2 separate regions of the Sus scrofa genome follow, and region 1 is linked to region 2. A link is a contact called in public Hi-C data. All regions are on one chromosome and are shown on one strand. Each heading gives the region's core, a stretch centred on a gene start, on an enhancer-like site or on the middle of the called end of the contact. The rest is flanking DNA. Distances are from core to core; before and after follow the strand shown. Region 1 overlaps MYPN (myopalladin). Region 2 holds the start of HERC4 (probable E3 ubiquitin-protein ligase HERC4).

Region 1 (7,009 bases), core at 100-2,599, 70 kb before region 2:
ATTACTCACAGTTGAGACCAACATTAGTTGGTTGTAATTATTCACTTGTCTTTGAAGCCCAAGGCCTGTCTGTGTTCTGTTTGAGAGTTCAGCCAATATACCTGAGATACTATGCTTATAGAATATGCCTGCTAAGTGTCTGCAATGTGAGATGGAAGCTCATTCCAGCATGACACATCAATACTCAGTGAAGGAGTTGCCCCGAGTCATCTTAACGAGCCACTTAGAAGAGATTGTTGAAAGTCATAGTTTGAAGGATGATGGTTGTTTTGTCGAAAACTGTGCTTTTCTACCAAAGTCTCACGAGAAGAAATTGGCTCACACGACTGCACGTCAGGTCCAAACCAGTTACACCATCTGAACATGGTGTAGATAGGGCCATGTTCAACACACAGCAGCAGGTCTTAGGCTGTTACCAAGAGAACATTGTATACAGACTCGATCCTATTCTTCTTGACTTTCTTGAAGATGAATAAGGCATGAAACCATCCCTAACTAGCAAAGATTAAATTAGCCTTAATTAGGAATTATAGATCTGAACTCAAAGTCACTGTAACAAAAAAGTCTACACCCTCCTGAGGTAAATAGTATCCAATGATTAAATCTGTCGTGTGGTTCATCACCATGCTGATCATCTGGGAAGACCTTCTCTGTAGGGGGACACGGAACCTTGAGAAGAAGTTTTCCACAGGCATTTGATATTGGATTTCTTTCTCTATTCCTCCTAAAGACATGCTAAAATCACAAAGCGATGAAAGCAATAATTCCTTCTTAGCTGAAATGGAAGTTATTTACCACAGAATAAGTATTACTATGTGCCTGCTCTGTGCCAGATGTTATAAATGTGAGCTAAAAGGACACAGTTCCGCTTAGTGGATCTATATCTGGAAGTATAATGCAGGGACATCCTTGGGAAAAGGCATCTCCCCCATTGATTAAAAGAGGGCAGCTACAAGGTTCATATTGTCATTTTATTTTTTAAATCCAGTTGCTGTTTTTGCACCTTGTAAGATGCTGGAAGTGAAGGTGTATATGCTTTAGGCTGGATCAGAGCAGTTTTTTTTACTGATAAGTCTTTGAAGACCTTTTTTGCTCCTACATTGTTACAAGTGCCCAGGGTAGAGCTGTGTCAGAGAAGTCTCTGGAATTGTCAAGTTGGGGAGGGGGGCCCATGTAGTCTTCAGAAACTTAGATCTGACCACTGGCCCAGTTATTTCAGGGTTTCCTGTCTCTGCTATTATATAATGAAGTGCTGTTCTTCAAATTTTCACTTCCCCTGCCCCCTTGCACTCTTCAAATTACTGCTGAAGCAGTTGGAGCCAAGGCTGCTGCAGCCTTGAAAGCCTGCCAGAGCAGCTGCTGTTGGAGTGGGAGCAGTGATCAGAGTAAGATTCTAATTGATCATATACTTCCCTGCACACTCAAGAAGTGTGAGCACGCTCCCCCCCCCCAAAGAAACAGAATGAAAGTGTTTTTGATACTGTACAGAAGATGGAGGATAGTCTATCTCCATAAAATATTTTAGAACATAATTATCACTTACAGGTAGAGCAGTGAACTAGCATATGTGGCCCCAGGCTTCTCTCAAACTCTACCACTGTTTTGCTGTGCAACCATCCTTTTTAAAAGAGGGTAATACCAGTACTTCCCCATCATCAGAACAGGAGTTAAATAAAAGTCTGCTCTCTAATCATTGCTTTAAAAAAATGGCCTCTTGCCATGACTGGCAAAGAAATGCTTTGTTGGGCAGTATAGAAAGTGAGTCATAGGGACTGGAATGCCAGAAGTCCCTAAAGAAGTAAATAGAGCAGGAATAACCCGAACAGACATATGCCAGTGATCAGTTATCATGGCTCATGCCACGTGATTACCATCATCAGTGGCTCTGACTCAGAAATTTTCTAATGACACTGGCAGTGACTATGACCTCAATTCTGCCCTTACCCATGGAAACTAACGCAAGCACATCGTTGCTGATAAGTCCCTCTGGAATCTGAGCCACAGCCTATCCTAGGGCCTTACGTCTGAACAGCCCTGATCCCATTTATGGAGGCAAAAGCATACTTCCCGAGGGCTGAGAAAGCCTCACCAGAGTGTGAGTCTCTGTACTTGGTACTGTTTTCCCACCATGGATCAAATGTTTTTGGAGATTTATCTAACAAACAGCAGAGACTGATGACAAATTCATTTCCCCATTTTTATTTATCAAAGACATATATGTATCTGCAATTCAGAGCATCTAATGAGAGGGAGGTAAGCAATCACTATACAAAAGCAGCTAAACTTTGAGCTCCCGTCATGGCTCAGCAGTTAACAATCTGACTTGCATCCATGAGGATGCAGGTTCCATCCCTGGCCATGCTCAGTGGGTTAAGGATCCGGCTTTGCTGTGAGCTGTGATGCAGGTCACAGAAGTGGCTTGGATCCTGTGTGTCTGTGGTGTAGGCTGGTAGCTACAGCTCTGATTCAGCCCCAGCCTGGGAACCTCCATATGTTGTGGATGCGGCCCTAAAAAGCAAATGAAGAAACAAAACAAAAAAAGAAGCAGCTAAACTTGTTGCTAACCAGTCCATGAAAATTACATGTGAAGAATGAGTGTTAAAATCCTACTAGAATAATAAAAATGGCTTTGGACTTCTTGTAACGTTTATGGACTCCTATCTAGATATTAGAGATAGCTTTCAAGATGCTCGGGAGAGACAGAAACATAAACAGCTTTATTATTGTGTTAAATATTGTACCAGAGATAGGTACCAGGTGATACAGATGCAGCAAAGACAGAGCACCCAAAAGATCTGTAAGTGTGGAGGGAGATTAAGGGCACCTGTCTGGTGTCTGGCTGGGCAGATGGTGGTGGGGAGAAGAGAGGAGGAACTCCAGTTTGGGACTGGGTATAAATCATTCTGCAGTTTAATTGCCTTTGAAGAGTCACAAAAAGTGTGACAAATGGGCATAATAAATTAAAGTGTCGAGATTAATTGGCATTTAAAGCTTTGATTTAAGGCTAGTTGACTTAGCAGTGAACTAAGAAAGGTAGCACTATCAGCTATTTCGTGCGCGCTCTTGCTCTCTCTCTCTCTCTCTCACACACACACACACACACACACACACACACACGCATGCATGCATGCACGCACGCGCGCGGTCCACTTATAACTCTTCATCGAAGTCTGGTATTCACCAAGCCAGAACATGTTGCTTTCCTACCTCAAATCTTTGAAAGTAGCAAAATTTAAATTCAGAAAGCAGATTACAAGAAACAAACCTTAAAAACTGAGGGATCTTGTTTCTCATGAAAATACATGCCCACCTGATATGGTTATGGATAAACACGTCTCACGCTCAGACTCTGCTTGATTTTGGAAAGCCATCTTGGATGAGCTGATACGGTGGAATTTTCCTAAAATTGATGTTTTGGTGGAAGTTGTGAACTTAGTTCTTCCTTTAGGATTGGTACTCATTGCCGTTAGTACTTTTTGCCATTTTGCTCTAAAACCATGATTTCTTAGCCCTAGGACTAGTTGGCAATTTGGGCTGGATAATTCTTTGTTTGGGGAGGCTGGCATCTTATTATTACAGGATGTTTAACATTCTCTCTTGGTGCCATCCCCCAGTTGTGAAAATCAAAAATGTCTCCAGACATTGCCAAGTGTCCCTTGAAGGGCAAAATGAATCCTGAGTAAGAACCATTGCTCTAAACTAAAGTGTACTTCTGAGAGGATAAAATCTCCTAGGGCTTAATTTTGGTGTTCGTCAAAACAATAATTATAAATCCAGGCATAGACTCAATCCATGTGGTTTTCATAATACCAAAACAAACCCAATGCGACTCAGTTTTTCACCTTTGAATTTATTGTCTTGGGCAACATATAAACGAAGTCTATGTTGTATAAGGGAAAGAAGAGTAGAATTGAGAGAACGTATTTCTAGTCCTGCTTCTGCCACTAGCTAGTTCTGTGACATTGGATGTATTGTCTGAACCTCCCTTGGTTTTTTCATTTGTAAATGAAAGTGCCTGAGTAAAATTTCCAGTTCTGCATGCAAAGATTATGAGACTCAGAATTTGATGCCATTGCAATAGTTGATACCATGGATTAGAAAAAGAAAGCTCTTTGTCCTAGAGTGAGGCTTTATTTTAAGCTAAGACCATGTAATGCTATCTCCTTGAGCACCAAAGACATCCAGAGAAACCTTTGGAATAGTAAGTGCTGAGAAACATACCACCTGACTCCTAGGTGCAGCTCCTGTGTTATCAGCAATAGGAAGGCCATTGAGATCAATAGAATGAGTGGCGGTGACATTTCCCTTATTACACAAACTGTTATTAGAAATCTACAACTTGAAATGACATGGTAACAGTTGCCACAAAACCCCAAACCCTGTACTGTATTTATACAAGATCAAAATTCTGAGATAAAGTCATTGAATTTGGGATCCTACAACTTTGTTTGGGTATTGTGATGTGTTTAAAACCATGGCAGAAAGAAGTAATGTTTCGATTACCTTTGTAAACACAGGAGCTGCAATGATAGGTTTTCCGTCCAATCCTTGCAGATAGTTGGTAGGGCTCTGACACTGTTAGGAGGGAACCAACAATAGATTCATTGTCATTAGGATTATCAGACAGGGGGCTAGATAGAACACATCTACAGAATTTGGCATAAGAAACTAATCCAAAACCAAAGACTGACATTTTCTATCTATGAATCACAGATTTCAAATTTGATGCTGAACTGATTGTATTTCTTTCTGGGTCATGGTGGCTGTAAATATCCTTCACCCATCCCCACCCCCTCACATATAAAGCTATGTAATGAACACTAACCCCCTGAAGAGGTTCCATAGGACTTCTGAGGCTCCACATATCACGGGGAGAAAACTACTAGGTTAGAACTAAAATGCGACCATTCTGCATTACTAAATGGGCCAGATAAGAACTATGTTAATTTTTTTTAAATATGGTAGAGCTTTCTTTTTTATGTCAATATTTGTATTCAAATATATCACTAGCACATTACAAATATATTTATGTTAATAGAATTTCATATTTTGAAAGTATATGTGTGATATACATTTTTATGTATGCATAGAAAATACCTGCAACTATCTTCTAGGTACCTCTGAAGAGTGGGGGAAGAGGAGTAGAACCTTGACTAAGGTTTTTATTTAGTCTGCATTTTAAAAAATGTTTTTACAAGAAGCATGTACTCCTATCATTATCATCAACTTGAAGGATGGGAGCTTTTAATATTTTCTAAAAATTAGTTTCATAGTCACTCTATCTTAGAAAGTAGTAAATTTTTATAGCTCCATGAAACTGAGTTTAATGATGCAGTATGTCCTGGGCCAACGTGAGAGCTGGCTTTAGATATGCAATCAGTGCTCTTCCAAAAGCTGGAATGTCAGAGACTCATCTGTAGAGTTTCTTTTCCTATGAAATTTGCCTATGAATTTAGAGATTATGTTCCCAAAGCCAGGGGAACCACTGATATCATATATCAGAAGTGCAAAGTGATTGTCATGATGGTAGGAGTGTGCTGCCCAAGGTCATTATGAAGTTGCAACAGAGGAGAACACGATCGTGCCATACAAGCTGGTCATGGTTACAGTTCCTGCCTATCACAGTCCACGGCACTTGAGTTCCACTTAGACTCTTGTACCTGCTGAATGGTTGACACCGTGGGCTGGGCCCCCACATTCTGGGCTGGGGGTCCTGCTGAAGGAATGGCTGCAGAAGTAGTGGGAGGGGATGACACCTCATTTGGCTTCTGGATTCTGAGAAACGATGAAAATATAGATTAAAAAACAGACCTATTGTTGTTGTGAAAAGTCTTTCAGCTTTACAAAAATCTCCATTCAACAGTATTGCACAAGAGCTTCAGTATTTACTGAGAGCTTCTTTGCTACAGACTTTGTTAGGCAATGTGAACAGGAAGATGATAAGATGCCAGTTCTGTCCTTGCATTAGCTGCTTTCTGTGGAGCCAGGGACTCAAGCAAACTCACAACTGAGATTCAAGACAAGTGCTGTGACAGAGCATGTGCAGAAAACCTTTTGAGCTTTGTTGCTGCCCTCTGTATTTTCCCTCCATCTTCCATTTCAAGCAAGAGGCCAGGTTTTAGAAATCTCTGGGATTTGGGCATGGCAAAAAGCAGAACAGCTAAGTCAAGGAGCTCTTCAAAGTTACATAAATTAAATGAAGGAGATTGTCTGAAGGGCAGGAGAGCCAGGAAATATTCTTGAGAAGGCTGCAGAGGGGTGATTATTTCAGTTTTGTTGTTGAGAAAAGAGAGGTCTGTGGATCTCACCAGAGAACCCAACAAGAGGGAGAACCTGAGTCCCAAGGGGATGGCAGTCCTTCTGTTCAAGGCTCCCAATCCTGTTAAAGACATCAGTACCCAAGCATGTCGAGAAGAAACAAAGCACTGGACTTGAAGGGACCTTGAGATCTGGGACTTGGGCCTCTTCCCCATAACCTGTGGGCATAGATGACCGATGATAGCATGTTGCCTAGTTGTTACCTTTCTCTGCCTCAGCTTCCTCATCTCTATCACAGGGAAATAATCATGCTTACCTCAAAGAGTTTTTGTGAGGGTTGCACAAGGTAATTCATGTAAGATGCTTAGAGCCATGTTTAATATCAAACCATATATCTCCATCTTTATACCCAGTGAACTTTGCACAACTGTGGAAGGAGAAGGGGACACCTGATAATGACTGATTAATTTTTTTCCCCCAGAGCCAGGCAGGATAAGAGAAAGAAGCAGAATTATTTGATGATGTAGAGACTATCAGTTTTTCTGAAGCATCCATTTGCTTCTTCTACAATAATAGAATCCCTGATTTCTTTACATGGCTCCTCCAAAAAAAGATTACATTTCCTAAGCCTCCCTGAAGCTAGCTGTGGCCAGGTGACTGCTTTCTGGTCATAGGCTATGAAGGATAGTGATATATATGATTTAAGAGAGATGACCCTAAAAGGGGGGGGTAGGGTGTATCATTTATTCCT
Region 2 (6,608 bases), core at 3,299-5,798:
AGTTCATTCTGTCCTTTTTTCACATTCCACATGTCAGTGAAAGCATTTGATGTTGGTGTCTCATAGTAACCTTTTTCTTAATACATATAATCATTGCCCTCCTCTCCTCTCTTAAAACCCCTGAGCAGTACTTAGAATAAACTCCTTAATGCACCCTACTTGATCCAGACTCTGACTGCCTACCACCAAACAGATCCTGTAACCCTGTTCTCCATCTACACTAATTTTCTTTCACTGCCTGGAAAATGCCAAGTTCTTTGCTGCCTTAAGGGCTTCTTTGCTTTTCTCCCTCCGTCTAGAACATCTTCTCGACCCCACCTTCACAGGGCTTGATCCTTTTCTTTGTTTTCAGTTTTAATAGCAGCTCCTCCACTGAAGTCTTCACTGTCCATTCTTTTTCAAGGAATTTATTATTCTCCATCTTTATTCCTTCTTTATTTCCTTATCATTTACTACAAATCAAAATACTTTTGTTTGTGTGTCTACTTGTTTTTTCCTATCTCTATGACTAGAACTGGGAGGGCAGCACAGAGTAGGTGTTCAGTGAAGATTTGTGGAAGAATCTTGTAAAAGATCTGACTGCCGTGTGTATATTCTGAGTTGAAGCCATAATACTAGGTCAAAGGCCAAAGAGAAAGGATGACCATGGCGATCATAAGACAGGGGATTAAAAGTGCAGGGAGGAACTCAGAGAGGAATAGAAGAAAATGTGACCATGCAACTGTTTGATTGACAGCCCTAATCTTGGAAAGCAAGAATGTGAAAAATGACTAGGGGAGGCTTTTCCTGTTCTCCACTCAAGGTGGAATCTACAACATGGTTGCAATAGGTGACAAATACTTTTGGACAGTACAATCTTGTTCTTTCAAAGTTAACAATAAAAGGACTAACTTTGCTATACATTTCATTTCCCCTTTGTTGGAACGTATGTTGGTTTTAATTTTTGTTATTAGAAATAACATGACAATAAACATCTATGTTCACATTTTTATTTGCCTGCCTCTTTGTTTTTATTTCTCTCATGTACTAGAATTGGGAGAGTGGTACACAATAGGTGCTTAATAAAGATTTGTTAAGTGATCCTTCTGTTTCCTTATTTCTTTAGAACAGAGTCCAGAAATGATATAATGTAGGTAAGTGGTTTAGTGCAATGTCTCACGATAAATATTGCTATGATTTGGAACTATTGTTAAGTGAAATTTACTGACACTTGAAACATATCACCAAATTTATTTATAAAAATGTTGTGATAATTTACAATATTGTCAGCATCATGAATTAATTAATTCAATAAATAATTTCTGAGCACATGCTATATGCCGGGAACTGATCAAGGTATTAAGGAATAGAGCACTGAGGAAAAACTCCTGCCTTTATGGAGTCTTCTTTCCAGTGAAAGAGATAAACGTTTATATATCTACCTATATACTATATACTTATAGATGGCACATAATTATTTAAATTTATCCATATATGACATATGTAATATAATAAGTATATTATACATTTGTGTATAATACAATAAACATCAGGTGGTAATAATAATAACAGATACAAGAGAAAATAAAGTAGAATAAAATTATAGAGCGTGAGGGGTAGTTTTTTGGATAGGTTGGTCGGGGAAGTCTGGAGAGATGACATGAGCAGAGATTTGAATGAAGGATGTCAGGAGGGGTACAGCACAAGCAATATGGCTGATGAAAGGGAGCATGGGGAAGAGGGGGACAAAATGAATACCTATTTTAGTGGTCTCTCAACAGTCTGAGCATTTTTAAAAAATGAAAATAACACAAAAAGTAAAACAATTTTATTTTTGTTCTAAATTAAAATTATATTGGAGTTCCTGTTGTGGCTCTGTGGGTTATGAACCCGACTAGCGCATGCAGGTTTGATCCCTGGCCTCACTCAGTGGGTTAAGGATCTGGCGTTGCCATGAGCTATGGTGGAGGTCACAGACCAGCTCGGATCCCATGTTGCTGTGGCTGTGGTGTAGGCCGGCAGGTACAGCTCTGATTTGACCCCTAGACTGGGAATTTCCATATGCTGCAGGGGTGGGCCAAAAAAAAATTATATCGTTATTGGTGATATGGAATGCTTTCCCAAATGGTCTCTTACTACTTGTAGTTTAGGAGAGATGATATTAGTAATACTAAAAGGTAACATTTACAAACCACTGGCTTTATTCAAGGCACTGTACATGTTATTAAATCTTCACAATGAAGTGAGATATGGATTATTAACTTCGCCCACTTATAGAAATTGTGACTGAGGAGTTATTTTCTGTAAAACAGACTATTAGTAAATGCCTGTAGGTGTCTTTGAGAGGATAGAAGGATAGTGGCCTGCAGGCTCAGGCTCTGAATCCAAACAAACCAGCACCACAAGCCGATACTCATCATCAATTACTCATGCTGCTTTTATACAACAAATTCACATTATCCTAATAACCTTCTGCTCCTATGCTTGTCTCACTTTAAAGGTAATTATAGGCTACTTTCTAAGATCTTACATCATAGTTTCATAGATTTATAAGGTTAAAAGTAACATATAGAAAATTCCATTTCACTTTTTATACGCAAGACCTGTATTTTAGAATATTCTAAATAAAATATCTTATTCCAGAGAATGAGTATCTATAAATTCCCAAGTTATTCATATAGTATGACAAGACAAATGTAAAATTTGTGGCTTATTTGTGTACAACTTAATCTAATTTCAAGGTTAACTGCTTTTCTAGAAAATTAGAATATTATTTATCAAAACCTACATAAAATAATTCTAGAAAGAGATGCATCTGTGTGGCAGAGATAGCTGTCCACTAATTCATGCTCTCTTCTACGGTTTAAAGTGATACCTGGGAACTCAGACAGGGATTATGTTTCCTAGTCCCCTTGCATATAGGTATGTACTTGTTGCTAATATTATGTGTGCAGATGTGATATGTGGCACCTCCCAGACAAAAGTTTTAAGAACATCAGTTTTCAATCATTAGGAACACCCACTTTGAATGTGAAAAAGATACAAAAAATAGTTTTATTATGTTCCTGCTCATATTTTGGTGTCATTTGTTGCAGCATCAAGTACATATCTTAAAGATCCCAAATCCCATAACTTCCCCTTTAATGATACATTCTGAGGCATCAAGGCATGATAGTTAAAAGACAACAAAAGGCCTATGAGGACAATGAAGCTATCAAAATAAGAATTCAGTATGTTTCATGGGCATCACCACCACTCCTAATGTTGAAATTATGCTTCCTTTGCTCAAGTATCTTATAATTTTACTCTTATTTCTGTAAGAAATTAGGTTGTGCATTGTACTGGGTTTTCCAGAGTTAAAGTCCTAGCCTCCAGTACCTAAGAATGTGACCTTATTTGGGAATAAGGTCTTTGCAGATGCAATCTGGGTAAAAAGAGGTCACAATGGATTAGGGTGGGCCCTAATCCAATGACTGGTATCCTTATAAGAGGAAAATTGGGACATAGAAACACAAGGAAGAACACCATGTGGACATGGAGGCAGGGATTAGAGTGGTGGTGTATCTACAAGACAAAGAATGCCAAGGTTTGTCAGCAACCACCAGAAGCTAGGAGAGATGTATGGGCAAGATTCTCTGCCTGCGACCCTAAGAGAGACCCAATCCTGCTGCCACCTTGAGTTCAGACTTCTGACCTCCGTAAGTGTGAGACAATAAATTCCTATTGTTTCAAGCTACTGAATTCGTGGTATTTACAGTATTTTGTTATGACAGCCTCAAGAAACTAATACACATACATATTCCAGCAGAGAGACACTTCCCAACCTGAAATATAATTTTCACTGAGATAAAGAAACATGGCTTACTGTGGAATTATTTCTAGGTTCTCAACATCCACTCTAAGATGAGGTACTAGAAGTCTAACAAAATTTCAGGAGTGCCTTGTTTCAAGTTTTCTTCCTTAACTGGTCTAGGAAATCTGGATTTCGCTTTTATAAGGCAGGGCTCTAGCCATACACGTTATTTAATTTTCCCTGAATGAAGGAGGCCCTTCATTATAAGTTTATCTCCCAGGGTGAGTGCAGAAAATTATGGCAGCCTTCACTTTATCAGGAACCTTAACGCCAGAAGGTTCCATCATTGCCCTGAATACATCTGGCACAACCCAGATTAGCTCCAGCTGAGGCTAAGGGATGACATAAGAGACTTCGCCAGCCTTTGTATCCGTATTTGTGATGTCTGTGATGCTACTTCAAATTCTCCTTGGATAATGGAATAAAAAGAAAGACTGGAACCAATATACGAAAAGGAAACTTAGCCAAAAAACGAAGAGATTTCCTTCACTAAAAGATTCCTGTGCACGCTGAAACGCTTTTATAAGTCACACCAAACACCCGGTTTGACGTGCAAACTTCAGCTTCTGTATTCGGGGACTTCCTCTTGAGCAAAGGCAAAGCGGCATACTGCGCAAGCGTCCGGCTTGGTTTGCCCTGGGAGAATTCCGGCGCAGGCGCCCGGGCCGTGAAGTGGGTGGGCTCACGCGCGTGCTCCGAGGTTCACTTCCGGCCAACCCCTCCCCCTCCCTCGCGTTACCACCTCCCCTTCTCCATTCTCCTCCCCTGTCTTTTCCTCAACTCTCCCCACCCCTACGCTCTCCGCCCCACTCGGCTTCTGTCCTTCCCCTCCCGCTCTATCCGGGTCGCCGACGGCTGTCTCTGGACTGGACAGCGGTGGCGGCTGCTTTTCTCTGAGGAGCCCGGTAAAGTTTCACAGGCGCCGGGGAGGGGAGCAGCGGAACAGCTTCACTGACGCCGGAGGAGCTCTGGTGTTCGCCGCCACTGGCTGAAGGAAGAGAGCCCGGGAGCTGGAGACCTGCCTCAGCTGCCGCGCTGCCTTGCTCTCGGGGAAGGCGCCGCCCCCCGTCGCCCTGGGCTTCCCTTGCCTTGAGGGGCCGGGTGAGTCGTTGCCCCGGTGGGTTCGGGGGCGTGTGACGGCGTTAGGGAGGGGGGAGGCCGGGCTGGGCGGATACAGGCCGGCCTGGCGCAGGGTGCTTTCTCAGCGTTTCCTCGGGGTTGGGGGTGGGGGACTGGGGCAGCGTCGGGGGCCCCTGGCCCGGGAGTTGGAATGTCGCACCTCCCTGGGGAAGGGCCTCTCGGGGACCGAGGGCCGCCGAGGTGCCGAGCCTCATCCGCTGGCCTCTGGGGCTGCTGCGAGCTGGCGGGAGGGCGGCTGCCGTGGATGACTGGTCGGCCCGCGAGGTTGGGTGTGTGCAGATGATTTTTCTCCCCCGGTCTCCCTGAGCCGATCTGAGTGCACGTTCAAGGAATGGTGGGAAGAAACTGCTTCTCATTCTCCTACCTGTTGCTGGCGAGAGGACACCTTTCCCATACCCTCTGACTTTTTAAAGGAAAGAGATGGTTAAACCTCGTGCCGGAATCGGGGATTATTTTCCTGTCTTAAAAAAAACTAATAAAATAAATAAAAACAGTGTAGAAGACAGTGTAGAACTCTCTGGAACTATCGAGTTCTGATGCCCCAAAAGAATGAAATTAAAGTTTTCCTAATGGATGGTTCATGGAATGAGACAGCATCAGCACTTGCTAGCCCTAGCGTAGGAAAGTTGGGTTTTGAAACTTAGGTTCTCTGTAAGGAATGTGGGTAACTACAGCAAGAATAAGGCTGACTTCCTGTAATTGTGTTATTTAGTAACACGATGTGTCTAAAAATCTGTGTAGTTTTAGATGAAGTGAATTCTTTGTTACCCATGTCTTTATAAGCGAAGAAATAGTCAGTGTACTGGAAAGTTCTACAGATTTCGCCACCAATCAGTGACCCAGCCCCCATTCCTATTCTTGAAATATCGGTAGTGCCAGAGTTGTTTGCAGTTTTTTTTTTTTTTCCCCATCTTCGAATAATTATCTCAGAGGTATAGATAGATATTCATTGCCCCAGGGAAATATTTTTCAGTCACGGTTACCACTCGTAATAGAAAATACTGGATTTTTTGGGGGGGAGGAAACCTTGATTTTTAAACTGCATACTTTCTTTTGTATTATAATTAGGTATATTGGTTTAGTTTTAAAATTAAATTAGTAGTGAGTCGGAGTGTTAACATTGATTTGTAAAGTGTGACCTTTGGAGGTGATTTTCTTTTAAGATCAGAGCTTGACTAGAGAATCATAGTTTTCCCTGGGGTCTATTAGTATGAATAGTTGGAAGAGTCATTTAAGTTGTGGGAAATTTAAAGTTTCCATTATTGGTTTAATTTTTCTAGTACAAATAAGAACTTCAATTTTTGGTTAGTGTGGAGGTAGGTATTAGAAGGTCTAATTATTCTGTGACTTGAGGGAGATTACAAAGGTTTATGTATGCTATTGCAAGGTTTTCACTGAGTATATATCTGATTTGGGGGGGGCAGTGGATAAATGTCATTTCTTGCGCTGACTGAAACTATTCAAAGAGAAAAGGTTAATTTCATTGGAGTTCTTAATATTTCAATTAGGTTAGTATATCATAAGAAAACAGAAAGTCATATTTAGTTAATATTTTAAACTTTGCAAAGAATCGTGGGGAGTGATGTATTTTCCTAAACATTTCTATATGATATACTTTTAAGATTTACAACTGATT

What was found. A called contact is a pair of places that touch in the nucleus more often than the background predicts.
Region 1: a contact with region 2 is called in a Hi-C map of embryonic fibroblasts, with 4 times the contacts expected there. The contact joins the enhancer-like site here to the promoter of HERC4 in region 2. A contact is called at or near these places in 1 of 5 promoter capture datasets (fetal skeletal muscle), 5 of 47 Hi-C or Micro-C datasets (brain, embryonic fibroblasts, psoas muscle and 1 more) and 2 of 2 datasets of contacts at active chromatin or transcription factors (alveolar macrophages and skeletal muscle).

Annotation. Positions count from the first base shown.
Region 1 is chr14:71,333,456-71,340,464 of Sscrofa11.1, reverse strand. It overlaps MYPN (myopalladin), which reads right to left. Exons shown (of 19, transcript XM_021072494.1): 4 at 5,661-5,775; 5 at 4,504-4,575. Among named protein-coding and RNA genes, the nearest start is that of MYPN, 54 kb to the right of the region's middle. Within about 2 kb of position 1,349, at least 26 of the 83 cell types and tissues checked have an H3K27ac peak or open chromatin away from gene starts, as enhancers often do. A contact at or near this core is called in embryonic fibroblasts, fetal skeletal muscle and skeletal muscle, where this site is marked.
Region 2 is chr14:71,267,457-71,274,064 of Sscrofa11.1, reverse strand. It overlaps HERC4 (probable E3 ubiquitin-protein ligase HERC4), which reads left to right and starts at 4,548. Exons shown (of 23, transcript XR_002338528.1): 1 at 4,548-4,933.